4 separate regions of the Mus musculus genome follow, and regions 2, 3 and 4 are each linked to region 1. A link is a contact called in public Hi-C and promoter capture Hi-C data. All regions are on one chromosome and are shown on one strand. The core of a region is the stretch at or near the end of the contact, and the rest is flanking DNA. Distances in the headings are between cores, read along the strand shown. Region 1 overlaps Gm46979 (a long non-coding RNA gene). Region 2 holds the start of Abcc9 (ATP-binding cassette, sub-family C (CFTR/MRP), member 9). Region 3 overlaps Abcc9 (ATP-binding cassette, sub-family C (CFTR/MRP), member 9). Region 4 has its middle 18 kb from the start of Cmas.

What was found. Promoter capture Hi-C pulls out the DNA fragments that hold promoters and counts their contacts. Hi-C and Micro-C count contacts between places; a contact is called where the count stands out from the background.
Region 2: a contact with region 1 is called in a promoter capture Hi-C map of liver. The contact joins the promoter of Abcc9 here to the enhancer-like site in region 1. A contact is called at or near these places in 12 of 39 promoter capture datasets (the C10 cell line, the HPC-7 cell line, cranial neural crest and 6 more), 6 of 484 Hi-C or Micro-C datasets (bone marrow-derived macrophages, colorectal tumor organoids, embryonic fibroblasts and 3 more), 11 of 115 datasets of contacts at active chromatin or transcription factors (craniofacial prominence, embryonic forebrain, embryonic hindbrain and 7 more) and 3 of 9 other capture datasets (adipose tissue, liver and pancreatic islet).
Region 3: a contact with region 1 is called in a Hi-C map of liver, with 5 times the contacts expected there. The contact joins two enhancer-like sites. A contact is called at or near these places in 1 of 39 promoter capture datasets (embryonic stem cells), 60 of 484 Hi-C or Micro-C datasets (B cells, CD4 T cells, CD8 T cells and 25 more) and 3 of 115 datasets of contacts at active chromatin or transcription factors (embryonic stem cells and kidney).
Region 4: a Hi-C map of liver shows a contact between it and region 1, with 7 times the contacts expected there. The contact joins two enhancer-like sites. A contact is called at or near these places in 15 of 39 promoter capture datasets (the 3T3-L1 cell line, 3T3-L1-derived adipocytes, the C10 cell line and 8 more), 10 of 15 datasets of contacts at CTCF or cohesin (CD8 T cells, the NIH/3T3 cell line, embryonic stem cells and 4 more), 353 of 484 Hi-C or Micro-C datasets (the 3T3-L1 cell line, 3T3-L1-derived adipocytes, the 4T1 cell line and 164 more), 61 of 115 datasets of contacts at active chromatin or transcription factors (CD4 T cells, CD4 single positive thymocytes, CD8 T cells and 40 more) and 3 of 9 other capture datasets (embryonic stem cells, embryonic tail and embryonic trunk).

Annotation. Positions count from the first base shown.
Region 1 is chr6:142,526,826-142,529,548 of GRCm38.p6, reverse strand. All of the region lies in intron 3 of Gm46979 (a long non-coding RNA gene), which reads right to left. Among named protein-coding and RNA genes, the nearest start is that of Gm46979, 7.0 kb to the right of the region's middle. Within about 2 kb of position 1,293, at least 9 of the 459 cell types and tissues checked have an H3K27ac peak or open chromatin away from gene starts, as enhancers often do. A contact at or near this core is called in hepatocytes, kidney and liver, where this site is marked.
Region 2 is chr6:142,700,991-142,703,690 of GRCm38.p6, reverse strand. Abcc9 (ATP-binding cassette, sub-family C (CFTR/MRP), member 9) reads left to right here and starts at 1,417. Exons shown (of 40, transcript NM_011511.2): 1 at 1,417-1,527; 2 at 1,788-1,874.
Region 3 is chr6:142,666,882-142,669,581 of GRCm38.p6, reverse strand. All of the region lies in intron 14 of Abcc9 (ATP-binding cassette, sub-family C (CFTR/MRP), member 9), which reads left to right. Among named protein-coding and RNA genes, the nearest start is that of Abcc9, 34 kb to the left of the region's middle. Within about 2 kb of position 1,276, at least 23 of the 459 cell types and tissues checked have an H3K27ac peak or open chromatin away from gene starts, as enhancers often do. A contact at or near this core is called in liver, where this site is marked.
Region 4 is chr6:142,736,893-142,739,773 of GRCm38.p6, reverse strand. No RefSeq gene overlaps it. Among named protein-coding and RNA genes, the nearest start is that of Cmas, 18 kb to the left of the region's middle. Within about 2 kb of position 1,318, at least 3 of the 459 cell types and tissues checked have an H3K27ac peak or open chromatin away from gene starts, as enhancers often do. A contact at or near this core is called in hepatocytes and liver, where this site is marked.

The DNA of each region.
Region 1 (2,723 bases), core at 44-2,543:
ATGTTTGTTTATAAGGCTACTGTAGCACTTGCAACATAGCCTAGTCTGGTCCTGAGGCTACTGTAGCACTTGCAACATAGCCTAGTCTGGTCCTGAGATCACAGTCTCCTGCCTCGGCCTCCTGAGCGCTCAGATTATAGACATTTGCCACTCTGCCGTGTTCTATTTTTAAACAAACAATTTAAAGTAAATATCTATCTATATATGTATCTATCTACCATCTATTCTATATATATGTTTACACATGTATATACACACATATATATGTTTACATGGGTATATACACATATATTTACATATGTATATATGCATATATTTACATATGCATATATATATATATATAAACACATATGTATACAAAAAAGTTTTTTTTAACTTTCTTGTTTGCTTACTTATTCTTGATTTTCGCCACAGTATTCACTACAGAGCCTTGCTGACCTGGCGCTTGCTGTATTTTACAGGTAAAGAGAATGCAAGGCATAGAAGACCCAAGTTACTTAGGGACGTGACAGCTAAGTTACTGACAGAGCTGGAGTTGAGCACAAGCCCACCCTCTCCAGCACCAGGCGCTTAGACAGTTTGCTTTACTCCTGACAGGAGAGGGGCTGGCATTAGACTGGGGCTGAGAGTGATTAAGCATTCTCCAAGTGAACAATTGGAACGTTCTCCCTAACAGTATAAAAACACAACAGCACAGTGCAGAGGGCAGAGGGGGAGTGAGACGTGACCAATAAACAACTTAACCAACACGCACACTTTTGTATTATGTCTTGAAATTTCATGGAGATGTTTTGAGTGATTGAAGACATAACCTCTTAATGTCTGTCTTCCCTTTGATGCTAAATATGGGTATGGAAGCAAAGAGATAATTTTTTCCTGTGTCATCAGTTACCAATAAAATAAACAAGACCCAACAACAAACAAGCAAGCCAACAATGAATGGGATTTCAAACAGAAGATTTTAGGAAGCAGTGGTAAGGGGCCACTGTGAGAGAGCTGGCCAGCACTGACCCTGGCCACAAGACTCACAGACTGTGTGTATGTGGTCACAAGCATAGCTGAGCCTGAGGACATCTGCATAACTCAACTAGGAAAGCTATGTTACCACTATTTAAAACCCTGGTACAAACAGGTTCAAAGGTCATGAGCAAGATGCACAGGACATTTCAGAGTCCAAAGAGCCAGCTAGTCCACTTGATTCCATGAAATGAAAGGTTTCACTCTGAAGGCCTGGCTGATTATGTTCTCTGTCTTAGCTTTTGTTTCAGGAAAGAGAGCAAGAGGCATGGAGGAGGTCTCCCTGGGTTGTGTTTCATAACACCTGAGGGACACAAAGTCCTTTCTCTAGGCTGTGGTGTGTATTCCCCTGAGCCAGTGCATAAACACACAACACTGGCAGCCTTCCAGGGAAAATAAAAATTATCACGCCAGAAGAAATTTGATGTTCCAGAGCCTCCAAAGCCACAGAGATGAAAACACTACCTATTGTGTGTTCTGTAGTGTGAGTTCTAGGCAACATGAAAGGCAGGAAACCAAGGTAGAATGCTCTTGTGAGTGGAACATAAATTGACTATAAAGTATCTGACTGCTTACTCTAAGTGTGCATTTTCTGCCAACTGTAAACATGATTATGATTAAGCCACACAGTTCTCTTCAACCGGATAGAGACACAGACAGGTTACCAGCTGAGGATTGCTTCCAGGCCCGGGACTATCAGGAGTGAGCGATCTGACCTTTGTGGATTTAGGCTTCCTAGATTTGACTGTGATGTGGGATGGATAATTGCTGAAGGACCTTTAATCTGTAAATCTATTTATCTCATTGATGACTTTAACTTTTCTCTCTCTCCGCTGTGATAAAACACCCGAGCAAAGTAAGCAAAGGAAGGAAGTAGCTTTGATTTACAGATCGGGGGCTCTGGGAGCTGGGAGGGACCTCAGCCAACCACTCCTGTATGCAGAGAGAGAGAGAGAGAGAGAGAGAGAGAGAGAGAGACAGACAGAGACAGAGAGAGACAGAGAGAGAGACAGAGACAGAGAGAGAGAGAGAGAGAGAGAGAGAGAGAGACAGACAGACACAGAGGGCACCCAAGACCCCAGCCCATGCAATAGTGGAATTCACATTTAGGGTAGGACTTCTCAGTTAATTCCAACTAGAAATACCCTTAGTGGTATGCCTAGAATTTGTCTCCTGGGTAATTCTAGATACTGCCAAGTTGGCAATCAGTATCAACTATCCAGTGATATAAATCAGGGTTAGAAGATGAGCTTTTATAAACACACAGTTAATGCTTTAATGATAATAATGGCCAGCATCCATTGGACCAGGAACTTTTCCCACAATACTTTGGAATTTATATGTACAACTAGGTTAAATTTCCCCAGTAGTTCCATGAAATAAGAATGAGTCTCATTCTAATTTTAAAGTTGAGATGACATTAAATTTAATTTAATTTAAAAGAAAAATATTTTTAAGCTAGTGGCCAAACTTCATAGCTAGCTGGGGTTCAAATGCAGGCACTCTATCTCATAGTGCACACATATAAGAATTCTTCAATCCAGCTACTGCAGATTTCAATAGTCATCGTGATCCAGAGAGGACCCAGCCCTGACCATCATAACTATTGCTTGTATGCAGCATAGCCTACCATTCCAGCCAAGCTCTGGCTGAGGCAGAAAGAAATTTTGAAGTAGGTCAATTATTCTGAGGCTTCAGAGCTGCTC
Region 2 (2,700 bases), core at 168-2,667, 170 kb before region 1:
CTCCATTCTCATCTCCTCTGGGGCATGCTGTGCTGGGGTCAGCTTCTGAGCAGCAACTTCTGGAGGCCAGGAGGCCATGGGGTGCTGAGTTCAACTTTAGGGACAGCATGAGGAACCTCGAAGGCACCAGCCCGCCAGGCTGACGAGCCTTTATCTGATCAGGACGGTTGCTACGAACACTGATTACTGCAAAGGACTCAAAACTGGCCCTTGGGAATCTCGAGAGTTTATTCAAGAGTTACTGAGGCCAAAAATTACCCAGTGTGATCATGGCTCATATCTGTAATCGTAACAATCTAGAAGCTGAGCCAGGAGGATTACTGCGAGTTTGAGTCCAAGCCAGGGTGTCTAACCTTCACCCCCTCAAAAAAAATTTTTTTTTAATTTAAAATTCACCCCTTACCACCAGAGGAAAAGTTATTGTGGAGTGTCACATATACATGCATATCTATATCAAAAGCGGGTGTGTGTGTGTGTGTGTGTGTGTGTGTGTGTGTGTGTGTGTGTGTGTGTGTGTGTGTGTAGCTGGCTTCTAACCTGCTATGTGTCTGCTTCTTGCTTTGAACTCCCTGCATCTTTCCCCCAAATGATGGCATTTCAGAAGAACACCAACCACAGTCTGCCTTCAATAGATATTGTTTTAAGCAAGTTTTGTTATTTTAAGAGTTAATTATATCTGTTTGTGAAAGCGATGAAACAAATGAACAAATAAAAAATACTGTTGATGCTGAAACTTGAAATCAAACTCAAATTTTGGAGTGCTCAGACAAGTGCCATTGGTCCATTAGTCTGGACCAGCAGGCAAATTCCCCGGGTCACTGAAAGATTCTGCCCTGTGCCTGCCCATCCAAGTGAGACAAGCATGCCTGGTGGCAGTTTGTTTTGCCTAGAATGAACTATTCAGTTCTCAGTCCTGCTGGGGGCGAAGCTGGGCGAATGGATGGCACTTTTAAATCATTTTTTGGTGGCTAAAGCTAAGGCTGCCTGCAGAGCTGATACTTTCCATGTTTTCATATCTGATAAGCCTCCTCTTTGAGGGTCTGGGGGTCGGTTTTTGCAAGTTCCGCTTTCTGGTGGAGTCTTGGGGGATCCACATATGGCGTGAGTTTGGCACATCTTCACTGCGCTCACCCGTAGGAGCAGCTCCGGAGGAGTGGGGAGTGGTGTGGAGGGTCTGGGGGAGGGTGGTCCTGAATGGGAATGGCCGGAGTGATGGAGGGTCCCAGGTAGGGATGATCCGGGCAAGGAGGGTGGGGGTGAAGAGGGTCCTGGATGGGGAGGGTCCCCGCCTCAGGCGTCTGGGGTGCCTGCAGTTTCCTGCCAGGGCGCGGCAGTGTCCGCCCCAGGCCACAGCGCAGCGCAGCGGAGGAGAAACGCGATAGGAGGCAGCAGCTGGCCTCCCACCACCCTAAAAATAATCCACTCGCCGGCTGCTGACCCGGGAGGAAAACTTGTCGTCCCATGGAGTGCGTGAGCTCCTCGGCTTGCTACAGAGAGATCCCCAACCACTCTGAGGAGTCACTGGCTGTAAGCTGTTGATTTTGATCTAGTATTCCGTCAGTAAAGGCATTCGCTATTTCTAGGATTCAGGGGACTTGCTGGCGAGAAGGTGGGATCAGGTTTCCAAAGTTTGACTTACACAATCCTGCCGGCTGGAGCCGAAACCGGCTGGAAACAGGGAAAGATGTCACTGATATATATATAGAGAGAGACTTTGTTAGCCATTCCCCTTTACAATTCACGCAGCAGCTTTTTCTCTACTAAATTTGTTACTCTTTGCTCTTTAGGAGAAATTTACATCTTCAGACGGTGGGCAGGCTGTTGGTAGCTCAAGTGCACCAGTAGGGGGACTAAGCCCTGGAGCCAAAGCCAAGGTATATTTATTTATTTATTTATTTATTTATTTATTTATTTATTTATTGTTTGCTTGTTTGCTCCGCGTTGGTTACAGTGTCTAAAAACAATCTTATCTGCGCAGGGGTCCCCAGCATTGTCTTTCTTGTGTCACAGAACGTCATAGCCCCTGGAGGGTAAACGCATGGACTAAGACTCGATAATGGATCAAGTCCGTGGTCATTTTCTTGCTAGGAAATTTCCTACTTGGATCTGTATAGAACCAGCCAGACAGCTAGTTAGACAGCCAGACACATCTACGCATTTTGTGAGGTCTCCACTGAGCAAGTTCAGTGAAACGATTGCAGCATTTGCTTTGGCGGAGGGTGGACATCCTGGGCACGTCGTGGGTGGGTCGTCGCTGCCTTAGGTGCCTTTCAGAGGTGAGCTTCTCATTCAGGATGCTTTGCCTAAGCGCTCAGTAGCTCAGGGGTGAGTTGTTCCACATGCAAGAAGGAAAGCTATCCCGTGCATGTTTGCTTTAGATGTGTCCAGAGCCCGAGCTTGGCTGACACTGTCAATGGGGTCACAACTGACAGTCGCTGCCGGGTGAGCAGGGAGGTGGCTGCTTCTCACTCAGTCTTAAGTGGCTGGCAAAAGTAACTAGCGTTTAGTTCCTGATATCTTTTAATATCTTAGCAGTTTTTGGAATTACTTCAGTTAACCTTTGTTCCTCTGTAGAAGTATCAGAAGAGTTGATAGATACATTACTAGAGTTTTGAACGGATACCATGTTTTATGCATACCAGGGGCTGGGGAACGTCTCACAGTGCAGGGCCAGGGCCAAGCACGCTGCTGTTGCTATTC
Region 3 (2,700 bases), core at 27-2,526, 140 kb before region 1:
TGTGATGGTAACCATTTCCCATTTCTTCCCTTTGTACCATAGACACAAATATGTTGACAAGCCACACTGTGCTATCTGTGCCACCATCTGCTGTCCTAGACCATCTTATAAACAAGGCAATCTCGAAGTTGTATTTCATTCTCACTTAGCCATCTTGATATAGCTTATAGAATCCCAGCATGTGCTGCAGACAGCCTTTGCCACATTTGTATATGAGTTTTGAAAGAAATATCTATATGCCGTGACATCGAAGAAAACTTGAACACTTAAGGGTGCACTCTGCCATCGACAGCAATGTAGAACACTTCAAAATAATAATTTCCACAAGGCTCATGCGTTACTGAGAAACCTAGAGTTTTATGCTCAATACCTTGATTGTAGGCAGCAGTTTCTATGAACTTTTCAGTGACTAAATGCTTGATACCTCACTACGCAGGTGACTCTATCCTGGAAAGGGCCAAGTGGGGGGGGGATGGTATCCTAACAGAGCGTCAGTCCTCTTCTCTGAACCAGGCTTTCAGTAATTGTTCATAAGCTCTTGGACTTTAGAGTTCAGACCCTCTGGCCTCAGCTACCTTCCTTTTCGCTCTCATTGTTCTGTCTTAGCGATGGCTTGCATAGATCACTGACTGAAGTCCCGAAGTCATGCTTCCAAATTAGGCCACACTCTGGCAGGGAAGCTGCTTCAGACGATAAAATTGATAAATGGCCAGAGTCTTCTATTTTGGTCCTTATTTTCATTTTCTCTATTTAATGGGCACCCCTTCCAGGGTTGCAGTCTTAATTAATTGAAACTTGACTTTGCGCTAGAAGTTGAAGTAGAAAGCAGCCTATAACTTACAACATACCATGGCTCTGGAAGAAGGAGCTTGCCAAACATTAAAAGGACTTTGAGAGTTGATTTGAGAAAGATAAAAGGGCTCTTCTTCAAACCCACAGTATACAATCCTGGTAATAAATCCTAGTGAGGTGGAAGGTGGATATTACCCTCTGTGAGTTTATCATAGCCCTCCCACTCTATCCCTCTTGGGGAAAAGGCATTTGCCAGGCTGATAAAGCCCAGCATACTTTAGGGCCCCAGGCCAGCTTGAGGCCAAACAGAATGTGCTTCTAAAAGCTCTCTTCTCTAAAATAACGTTCTGGGTTGATTTGCAGGTCCTACAGAGGTGGTGGGTCAACAGAAGTGGCCAGATATTTTTCCCACTGGGTACTAGTTCTGGGAACCCAAACAAGCGTTTTCCCAGTGTGGACTGGCCTCTGCATTTGCTTCAGTGCCTGGGAACCCGTGACTAGTCTCAAATGCCAGTTGGCCAGCAGTGAGCTGAGCTGCCTGTTTATAATTGGAGACTAAGACTTCAGTCAGCTGATTTTGAAATATCTCTTCAGGGCTCTTAGAAGTTATACACTCTTTACTGGGCTCGTAAGCGCATTCAGAAGTGTGGTGTGTTAGAATGGGCTGAAGCAAACTCATAGCTCTGTTCTGTGTGCATGAGGAAGCTTGGAAGCTCTTCGCCTGAGGAAACTCAGTGCCATGAGGAGTTCCCTGCTCCAGGTCAAGCCCTAGGCTTTCTTTTCAAACAGTTCAGATCAGTAGCCAGGTGCCCTTGTCACAGTCACAGAGTGGAACATGTGCACACAGACACATGCCACGCACCTGTTGTTATGTTTATAACAAACTGGGACAAAGAGGCAAATTTTATTTGGCACAGGATGTCTTGGCACAGCCTCAACCCACCCACACTGTGAGTTTTAGGGCAAAGTGCCACAAAACAGACTAAAGAGAAGTCACTTGTCACTTAAAACCTGACTGCAGTTCCAGGGAATCCAAACACCTTCTTCTGGCCTCTGCAGGTACCAGGCATACAGGTGGTACACGGAAGTACATACAGGCAAAACACCCATACACATAAAATTAAAATAAAAAAATAAAATTCTTATAAAAAAGAACAGGGAGGGTGATATATCCTCGGAGTCCCAGCACTTGGGAGGTAGAGGCAGGAAGACCAGGAGTTCAGGGTTCCCCTCTGCTACATACTGAAGTTAGGCCATCTTGGGTTACCCGAGATCCTGCCCTAAAAACAAAAACTAGTCGAATAAGAGTGTTTTTTCCCATAATGCTAAAGTTACTTTACTTCCATAGAAATAATTTATGTGTTTTCCCTTCTGGAGTAGAATATGTAGTATTCCTTGTAGGCATTTGGTATTTGGTGTGTAATGCAGTAACTATGTCCAAAGATGTTATTTGCCAGAGGAGAAAATTGTTATTAAAGAAATCTCTCATTTCCAAGTAGCAACAACAACACCAAGAACAATTTTGTCTTTCCTCTCATGTGCCTCTCGGAGCTGTTTCTGCTTGGCAAGTCTCCCATATCACCATCTGTAAAAGAAATAGTTATTGATAGCTATTATCAGGCATGCTTATACCTTGGCCAGGTCTCTGTATTACAAATGACAAGGCTTCATAACCACTATCAAAAACTATGCAACTATCAGTCACACAATTGGTTATTCTGCATTAATGTAACACCTGTCCAAGGGTTTCAAGTCCTATTTGAGGGGTTGAAGGGATGAGTCAGTGGTTAAGGCCACACAGTGATCTTCTAGAGGACTCAAGTTAAGTTCCCAGAACCCATGTCAGAAGGCTCGCCATTTCTAGTTAGTCCAGCTACAGGGAATCTGATACTCTCTTCTATTCTCCCT
Region 4 (2,881 bases), core at 69-2,568, 210 kb before region 1:
CACCTTCTGCTAGTTCACACTTAATCTTCAGACCAGGGTAACAGGGAAGCCACGGCTCCATCTAGGCATCGCGACCACTACGTGCGCAAATAAATGAGGAGGCCACATCCCTCCTCATTTGGAAGGATTTCGGGGGGTCACTCTTCCGCCAACATCTTGTAACTTAAATAGGAGGGGGAATAGTTAATGTGGTACTAATAAAGTCAAAGCGTCTTGATTATATCACAACATTAGAAGACCTACACAATTCCAGGTTATTGTCCAATAACTGCTCACATGTCTTAGCTAGTGTTTATCACTACCTTCCTATATCACTCAATTTATAGTCTTTTTTTTTTTCTTCTCTACTAGGCACCTCAGTATAGGATAGGATGACCCAAGCATTGACTCCTGAAGGATTTGTCTGAATCTTGTGGTTTTTTTCCCCATTGACCTTAACATCAAGGCACTGAAATGCTCCCATAGATCGTCTGCATTCTAGAGAGACTCTGATTTTATTGTGGCGTAGTTGCTTAGTTTCCCTTTGAGAAACAGGACCAGGCACAAAAGCTGACACCATACTTCAGTCTTTGCCTGAGGAGTGCAGCGTGGAGAGGTGACAATCAGTGGAGTCATTGTTGTGTCTCTGGCTGAGAGCATTCTTTCCTCTGAAACTGTGACCTCCTATGTCAGCTTCTGTGGCATGTTAATTATGGCAGCCAAAAGGGGGCTTCTGGTTGCCAGACATCAATACTTTGACATTTGGACCTTGGTAGTCAACCTCAGGAGGAGGAAGTGGCCATATAAGGGACTACACCTTGGTGGATCGCATAGGGCATGTAATCTGTGGTTTAGCCAGGGGGGCAGAGAGAAAGGCAAAACCTGTTGGTGGGCACCAAGCTTGCTATGCTCTGTCCTGCCAGAGCCCTTTGACCCCTCTTGCATGTTTCATGGTTTTGGTGTCACACTAACCTTGGCAGTTCTCCAGGAATGCAGCCTTGACTCAGGTCGCCATTGCTCTTAAATGAAAGGGGCTCTGGCGGGCACGTTTGGCTTTTCCCACCACCAGCGTTCCAATGTCATGGATCAAGGAATGCTTGTTGACATTACACCTACTGCTAAGAGTGCTAAATCCGACTATATGTTCTGGAACTGTGAAAATCACACAAGTTCTGTTCAGGGATCTGTGGTATGGACATAGAGTGGTCCCTGGCCTCTATAAGCCTCTACTCTAGTGAGCAGCACTTATGGTCACCTACAGCCATTGTCATTTCATACGCAGCCTCTGGAAGTCTCCCATAGCTCTGAGCAATTGATTTTGTCTTGTGTAAAGATACCCTGGTTAGAAGCTAGAGATCCCTCTAGGGAAAGGCTGGGAGAAATATTAACCACACAAAATGTTTGACTGAGAACAAAGGTTTTCGGTCTCATTCCAAAGTTTTTGATTTTGTAAACTGGCACAAATGTAGGAATTGGGCAAAAGGCTGTGACAAAAGGCTTTTGTGTGTGTGTGTGTGTGTGTGTGTGTGTGTGTGTGTGTGTGTGTGTGTGATTTGAATTAGAGGTTCATTGGCTTGATGTGGAAGTTTCTTTTGTCATGTATGGGGTGAGAATTGAGCCTGACTTGTCTACCTTAATCCTAGACTCACTATGATTAACTAGCTAAGGCCTTAGCTTCACATAAGCCAGTCCTTCAGGCACCTGGCCTAGCATCATGATGAACTCTGCTAAGATGAGATAATTTTAAGAATATTTATTTTATGTTAAATTATGTGTTCATGAAGGCAGGTGCCTGCAGAAGGCAGAAGAAAGCATTGGATCTCTTCAAGCTGGAGTTATAGGCAGTTGTGAGCCACCCACCATGGGTTCTGGGGACATAACTTGGGTGCTCTGCAAGGGCAGCTGGTGCTCTTAACCGCTGAGCCATCACTCCGGTCCCCTACATGAAATAATTCCTGACACACAGAAAGGACCTTGATCCTCAGTTGCCTTTCACTTCGGTTGAAAAATATTTGTGCTGAAGATAGACCTGGATTCAAACCCCATTCTGTGGCTCTCCTAGCTGAGTAATTTGAGATGTCAAAGTTAACAAAGCTTAATGGAAGTCACAAGTGGCCAGCAGATAGTGTGCCCTTAGAGTCTGGTGACTGCAGTTGAGCTCATTGCTATTGTCATTGTGATTGTCACTGCCGTCCAGCATGCTGTGTGCAGTTGGGAGCTGCAGTGAGAAGCTCAGCAGAATGAAAGCGTATCTGGCACTTTGGGTCCCTCCTTGATAACGTGCATGGCTGGAAGGCTGGGAAGTCCACGCTGAAGGAGGGAGAGAGAGTGGGAGGGAGGGGAGGAATCTCCTGTGCTCTGGACTCTTTCCCTTCAGGGCTGGCTAGAGCCAGCTCACAAGAGTTGACTAGTAAATTTCTCAGAATGTTTTAAGGTCAAATTAAACGTAATTTTTTGTATATATAAATAACAAGTCATATGGATTTATAATTAAATAAATTGTACTGGGAATTCATTCTCAAAGTATGCTTTTTGGATCAGTTTTACTTAGTTTTCTTAGTCAATGGGATGAGACCCCACCGAGCCCTACACAACTCTCCTTGTTGAGCACCTTCAATCTTTACGTTTTGCCAGATCTGCTTTATGTAAATCTGCTATTACATCGCTAGCATTCCACATGGCTTTTAGTCCTCTAGCCTTATTAACTCGAATTCTTCCTCCACTGAATTGTGCTCTAAATTTATATTTATGAGGCTGACTCTAGCTGGTCAGGTTCATTAATTTATGTATATTATTTTTGAGGCAGAGCCTCATGTAGCCCAGGTTAGCCTCAAACTTGCCATATATACATATATATCTACAAAGATGACTTAACTCCTGATCCTCCTGTATCTTTATCCCA